2 separate regions of the Danio rerio genome follow, and region 2 is linked to region 1. The links are chromatin contacts, called in public Hi-C maps. All regions are on one chromosome and are shown on one strand. The core of a region is the stretch at or near the end of the contact, and the rest is flanking DNA. Distances in the headings are between cores, read along the strand shown. Region 1 overlaps cerkl (CERK like autophagy regulator). Region 2 holds the start of itprid2 (ITPR interacting domain containing 2).

The links. Hi-C and Micro-C count contacts between places; a contact is called where the count stands out from the background.
Region 2: a Hi-C map of embryo shows a contact between it and region 1, with 1.8 times the contacts expected there. The contact joins the promoter of itprid2 here to the enhancer-like site in region 1. A contact is called at or near these places in 5 of 18 Hi-C or Micro-C datasets (caudal fin, embryo and an unstated tissue) and 1 of 4 datasets of contacts at active chromatin or transcription factors (embryo).

The regions. Positions count from the first base shown.
Region 1 is chr9:45,970,612-45,974,380 of GRCz12tu, forward strand. The region is part of intron 2 of cerkl (CERK like autophagy regulator); the gene reads right to left. Among named protein-coding and RNA genes, the nearest start is that of cerkl, 58 kb to the right of the region's middle. Within about 2 kb of position 2,135, at least 7 of the 62 cell types and tissues checked have an H3K27ac peak or open chromatin away from gene starts, as enhancers often do.
Region 2 is chr9:46,043,942-46,047,710 of GRCz12tu, forward strand. It overlaps itprid2 (ITPR interacting domain containing 2), which reads left to right and starts at 1,872. Exons shown (of 19, transcript XM_073913157.1): 1 at 1,872-1,968.

The sequences.
Region 1 (3,769 bases), core at 885-3,384:
AGGCTTAAGGCTGTTTTACCCCTGAGGGCTATCAAGAGCGGCTAATGTCACCCAACACAGTGCCTACATCTGTCCCTGTCCAGCCCCCATCTCAGCGCACAGAGGGTGCTGATGGGAAAGGTGAGGAGCATCTGAATGGTGTGGCTGAGGGTCTCCCTGTGGGGATGATGATTCGGCACAGGGGAGCGCTTTTCCCATAATCAGGGGTAAATTACCTGAGAGCTGGGTCAGGTTACACATTGATTTCAGAGGCAAACAAAAGCCCCAGGACTGCCCGTAAACACTCGCCTGCTGCGCTAATGAGAGGACTGAGATTGTCGTCCAGTGGTAGTTTGATATGCGAGGCATCAATGCTTCATGTTACAGTGCAGGGGTGTTTGTGTCATTTAGAATTCAGAATTCAAATGGCCTTTGAAATTTGAATTTTAAATTTTTTTTTTAATTTGACTTGAGGATGGCGAGTTGCATTTCAGCTTTATGTGCATTGAAGTACAGTTACAAAGTGAAATTCAAAGACAAAAGAAAGAAAGAAAGAAAGAAAGAAAGAAAGAAAGAAAGAAAGAAAGAAAGAAAGAAAGAAAGAAACTGAAAGAAAGAAACTGAAAGATGGATGGATGGAAGTAAATTGGAAGATAGATTGACAAACGGACAGATGAATGGATTGAAATTGGAGGATGGATGGATATATGGATGGAAATTGAAAGATGGATGGATGAATTGGTTGATGGATAGATGGAAGGAAATTAAAAAAGAAAGAAAGAAAGAAAGAAAGAAAAGAAAAGAAAAGAAAAATGGAAGATGGGTGGATGAAAGGAAGGGAATTTGAAGATAGATTGACAAATGGACAGATGGATGGATTGAAATTGGAGGATGGATGGATGGATGGATGGATGGATGGATGGATGGATGGATGGAAATTGGAAGAAAGAAAGAAAGAAAGAAAGAAAGAAAGAAAGAAAGAAAGAAAGAGAGAAAGAAAGAAAGAAAGAAAGAAAGAAAGACAAAAAATGGATGGATAGATGGATGGATGGATGGATGGATGCATGCATGGATGGATGATTGCATGGATAGATGGATGGATGGAACTTGAAATATGGATGGATGGATGGAAAGGAAATTAGAAGATAGACAGATGGATGGATGGATGGATGGATGGATGGATGGATGGATGGATGGATGGATGGATGGATGGATGGATGGATGGATGGATGGATGGATTGATGGATGGATGGATGGATAGATGGATGGATGGATGGATGGATGGAAATTGGAAGATGGATGGATGGATAGAAGTATGACTGGATGGATAGAAATTTGATAATAGATTAATTGACAGATGGATGTAGATAGATTATAGATAGATAGATAGATAGATAGATAGATAGATAGATAGATAGATAGATAGATAGATAGATAGATAGATAGATAGATAGATAGATAGATAGATAGATAGATAGATAGATAGATAGATGGTTGGACAGAAAGATGGATGGATAGAAATTAGATAATGGATGGAAATTGAAACATATTAAACAAGTAAATATATGAAAATATGAGTCATACCTAAGGTTTATGACAGATATAGATGGAGGTACTGTAGTAGTTTTGTTCATGACAGAATGTTGACTTGGCCGTGCCCCCTTAAAGAGGCACACAGAGGACAAGAGAGTCGCAACATACCTAACATAGCCATCAAACTGCACTTAAGTAACCCACAGACCGTTGCACTCACTGAGCCCACAATACCCAAACGGGCTTTCTGGGGTGCACAGAATATTTGCTAATCCTCAAGAACAGATGTCTTATTTTTGCCCTGAAATCCCTGGCTGGCTGACTGGCTGGCGAGGGGAGTGAGCCCTCCAACAGATAAGCCCAGATTGGGGCCTTGCAGTGGGAAAGGTCAGGATGGGAGAGAAGCTGGATCCGGCAGGCCCGAGGGGAGGTACGAGATCTGGGGGCCATACAGGAGATGGAACGGGCGAGAGAAAAAGAGTGTCACTGTCCTACGCCCGCTTTCCTACCGGCCGTGAGATCTCCATACGGGGGACGAGTGCTTCGACATTTCCTTAGATCCTCTGCCAAGAGCGGAGCATCTGGCATGGTGTCAGGGACTGGCATTAGCGCGCATTAGCAGTGGGGGAGACCCAGCCCTCTCCAGATTTGTCCCCTCCAGCAGGGGCATCACCAGGCAGGAGCTGCTCCAACCGCTAGACGAGGCGGGGAACTGCGGTGGAGGTTTGGGCTTCAAATCAATACACTTGCTTTCATTGGAACAATTAATTCACACAGGCGCCATATAATGAGAAGTACCAAGTGGAGGCTTGGAGAATAAAATTAGGCGTCCTATTAATTATTCCATGTTAAAACACAGGACGCACATGCATATTGTTCAATTAGAGCCATTGTAGTTCTCAGTGTGGACAATAACACCTTTCTTAATATTAACCAGAGAGGGGAAAAAACAGCACCATGTGTTTGGAGCCTCCATTATGTCTGCGTTCACGTCTATCTGGGGGCGGGTGTGACAGACAGAGAGATGGGGAAGATCCGTTGGGAATATGCGGGAAAAAATCCACAAGCAGAAATGGGTGAAAGTGATACTGCAGTCATACCTACAGCAGAGCTCATAGAAGCATCTGTCCACCCCGACACATCCCACAGGAGCACCAGATAGCCCTCACTGTGGCATATAGGGCTGGGAGTCTTTAGGTGCTTCGTAATTTGATTTGTTGTTGATGCTTCCAAAAATTGTTAGCTAAATCTTCATGTGAAATCTATTGCAGATATGAATATTCATAAACGTGTAACTAATCCACTTTTTTTTAAGTTGTGACGTATCGGTGACATACTTTATGGAATACAGTTTCTGAGTCCAAGCCGCTATTCATTTGAATTGAGAAAATATTCGTTTATGACTCTTTTTAGTCTTATCACACATTAAAGTAAATTTTATACAGCCCAGGCTCATTCTGAAAATGTAGTCTCATGGTATTTCTGGAGACTTCGAAATACGTCCCGGGAAGTACCTACTTTTGCAGTTTTTGTTTTCGCGAATTCGCGAGAGGACACTGTGTGCGCTTTTTTGCATCTCAAATGTGTCTTGCGAGTGCTGTTCGCACCCGTGTTGTTCTCGCGTAAACCTACCTACGAATACTATAGTAAGAACTTTCCCAATGATTATTTGATGTATTTGTTCTGGAGTTAATTCAAGCTTTTCTGCAACGATGAGTCACAGACAATGTCATTACAAAGTTCACACACTCACACTTAGTGGACACAGCACGCATGTTTAACTTTTTTTGCACGGCAAATGTGAAAGAATACAGGTTAATATCCCCTGCTGTATAGATATCGGTTATGTTAATATACAAAAAAAACCTGATTTATTGTCCACAAACCAGGATTGAAGCATCTTCTTTTATAATTATGCTGACACTCAGCTGTGAGGATGAAGTAAAGACGGTAAAATAGCTGTTATTCATTACTCATGCACTGTTGTAAAAATTTTTTAAACTTGTAAAACTCATTCCTGATCACATTTGATGATTTTTGATGATCAGAGAGCTGAACAGATCTTTTTATCCCAGTTGCTTTTCGCACGTCTTCTTCATATGATTATACGCGTTACTACAGAGACATGTTAACATGTGGCGGTCAATCAATTCGGTGGGCGTGAAAAACCACGGTCGGCCTCTAATAGGAGGGATTTGGATCCAATATTAACGTCAGGAAATTGAAAAAAAAGATGCAAGATAGACTCCTCATATTT
Region 2 (3,769 bases), core at 622-3,121, 73 kb after region 1:
ATTTTATATAAGTCATTGTTATGCCCTAACCATAGAATAAGGAGATTTAAGTCCTTTTCCTCACTAAAAAACAAGGCTTATTTTATTGTCACACATTCATGTTCCCTCACAGATTTCAAAGGAAAGCCTTAGTTGCAGAAGGCATGCATAAGAAAACATCAGTGCTGAAGTTGTCAGGAAATATATTGATACTATAGATGTGCGACTGTAAATGTGGGAAAGGTGAATATAACATAATACTAAAGTTAAAAGTAGATAAAAACAGTTCAAAATAACTCTATATGTTGTTCTCAAAGCAACCGTGTGTATGTAAATTATGAAATAAAGTCATGTTTTAGAATGATATATTTTAAATATTTGTATATAGTTTACGAGACCCCCCTATTTTCCCTAAATTTCTGTTTAACGAAGAGCAGATTTTTTTCAATACATTTCTAAACATAATAATAACTAATTACTAATAACTGATTTATTTTATCTTTGCCATGATGACAGTAAATAATATTTTACTAGATATTTTTCAAGACACTTCTATACAGCTTAACATGACATTTAAAGGCTTAACTAGGTTAATTGGGTTAACTAGGCAGGTTAGAATAATAAGGCAAGTTATTGCATAAGGATGGTTTGCCCTGTAGACAGTCGGGAAAAAAAACAGTTTAAAGGGGCTAATAATTGTGTCCTTAAAATAGTGTTTAAAAAATTTAAAACTGCTTTTATTCTACACAAAACAAAACAAATAAGACTTCCTCCAGAAGAAAAAATATTATCAGACATACTGTGAAAATTTCCTTGCTCTATTAAACATCATTTTGGGAAATATTTAAAAAATAAAAAAATAAAAAATCAAACGGGGGCTAATAATTCTGACTTCAACTATTTTAAAAATATATGATTTTGTTTATATTTTTTCTATGTAATATAATTGCTTTTAGTTTTAGTCTGTAAATATATGACATTTTTTCAAATTTTGATTTATTAATTTGGTATATAGAATGAAAAATTGTCATGTTTTTATTTATTTTACACGATTTTATTTATTCATTTCAACACGATAACAATGGTATTTTCTTCAGACTAAACATATTTTATAAAATAATTTTTTAATCACAGCAAATTAAAACATTAGTTATGCTTGCTGACATGTTGTCATTAGTAAAATGTATTTATTATTATTAAAGTTTATTTTGCCAGTTTTCTACATGAGAAAAATATGATTGAAGCATAATTCAGAAACAAATTAAATAAATAATATTATAATATTTAAAATATTTCTTTTAGTTTGTAAACTATCTGTAAACTACGGCGTTCCTTTCAATTTTAACATAACAATCTTGTCATGTTTTCAAATGTTTACCAATGTTCTTTACTTCAGATTAAAAGAAATAATAAATAAAATAACCCTGATTTATAATCACAATCAAATCACGTGCTCCTCTCGAGATTAGTTTGTGAAAATTCACTTAAAATAAGATTTTATTATTATTAAAGTAATTTTAAATTTTAAATAAATAGAAACAACAATAATGCGTATTTAGATCAAGAATCATTTAAAGACAACACTATCTATCTATCTATCTATCTATCTATCTATCTATCTATCTATCTATCTATCTATCTATCTATCTATCTATCTATCTATCTATCTATCTATCTGTCTGTCTGTCTGTCTGTCTGTCTGTCTGTCTGTTGTAACTGTAATAACTGTACTGTATTTTTGGTTTTGATCTATAGTTTTAAAGTCATTGGTTTGGATGAGGTAGGGATGGTGTACTGCTTATCTTCTTCCAGCAGGTTTCAGGCCAGGCGTATTTTTGGGCTTCGTCTCGCCCATCTCGATACTTTTTTCCGGAAGCGGAAGCGTTGCACTTGAAGTTTTGGAATAGTTTTGGCAGATGATTCAGTGCACAGATACTTCTATATCAGCGCGCGATCATCATCATCATCATCACGTCCAGTCGAGACATGGTAAGTTTGGCTTTTCAGCTTTTTTTTTTTTTTGCTTTGTTTTATCTTCTGCTACAGTTACTTTCGCTGTTTGTTTTCTAATCTCGCGATGGGCTGAAGCTGTTTTACGCGGAGATGCTCACTGAAATACTGTTCGTGCTGATTTAAATGCGCAACAGCCTATGGTGTTTTTAAGCACGCGCTCATTTCTCAAGTGTATTTACAGAGTCTAATAGAGTTGTTTAGCATGCGCGCGTGATTGAGAGAGTAAATTAGTATTTATATTTTGTAAAAGGTAAAGTGAAGAGAACTTTTACGCGGTGATGGATGATCCTCTGGACTATGTAACAAAGTTTTGCAACTAATCGGATGACTTTAATATGACAAACTGATGATGTGTCTGATTACTAATGATGATGATGGTTATGATAATTGTGCCATGGCCATGTCACCTGCTGTTTGTGCCTGGAAAGCGATCAAATGTGAAGTTTATAGCCTCATTAAAAAGCCTTAGTGATGTGCTTGAACTTTAGTGATGTTCATTGGAATGATAATAACACTGATAGTATCCCAGTCTTTGAATTCTTGATGCATTACTAATCAAGCGAGCGGAATAAAAGAAAGCATGAAGAGCTTAATTCAGCGCCACCCAAAGCTCTCATCTGAAGTGGAAGAAGTGTTTAAAGGCCTTTGTGTTTTCTTGATCACTTAAGATGACACTTATATCCGAAAAGAAATGTCTGACTGGAGATTTTGCTGTAGTTTAATTGTGTTCTCAACCTGAACACTTGTCGTCGGAGCACCTAGCGTCTGTCATATGGGCAAAGCCAAATCAGTTGTAGTAAAATGGTAAAAATAACTATATAGTCTTACAAGATGTCTATAAAAGGGCTTGATGCAAATTATGTGCAAACAAACATGCACAAAACTACTATAATGACATCTACTACGTCGGAGAGTTTGTGTAAATCTTATGCAAGTGTGCTGATGGCTATACAACTATATGGACTTTTAAGGTAAGCAGCTAGCCTAGCAAGCAGCCAGTTCTATTCTGAGAGGATAAATAACAAAGCTTTATTATTATTTTATTAAATTTATTTCTACATATCTAATGCACATCAGTTATGGTTATCTCTGTCAGTTCCTATTAAGTGTAGCTGCTTCATATTTGATACAGAGTAGAGTACATTACAGTACATAGCCTGATTGTTGTTTAACCATATATGAGCAGTTCCATGCAAATGTCAACCTTGCCATGAAAAAAAAAGTTTTCGCCAAAATACCGAAATTGTTTCTACGTTTTGTGTGTGTGTGTGTGTGTGTGTGTGTGTGTGTGTGTGTGTGTGTGTGTGTGTGTGTGTGTGTAAGCAAGTATTTTACATGCTCAAAAGTATCTCTGTCAATGTTTTTAAACAATTTTTTTGATTTATCAGTCACACAAGTGGCAAATTTACATCGGTCATATCTATAACGGAGAGATGTCTCATCCTTAATGAAATTATTTTCTCATAAATGCAAAAATATGAAATCAAATAAATTATTTTTTGTTCTATAGAGAGCCAACACTCATCCTGTTGATATGCATTATTTATTTATTTATTTATTTTTGAGGTTGTGCTGTTTAATTCACAGAATTTCTACAAAGTATGCAGACTTGAAGACTTTTTTGTTCACGTTCACAACGCATGTATATTTCCCTCATTTAAAGTACAAAACATGTTTACAGATTGATAATTTTCTGATCCCATAACTCTGTTCAGTTGTTCTGGAAAATATAAACATATATGTCAATATAATGTTAACGTATACTTTCTATGTGCAT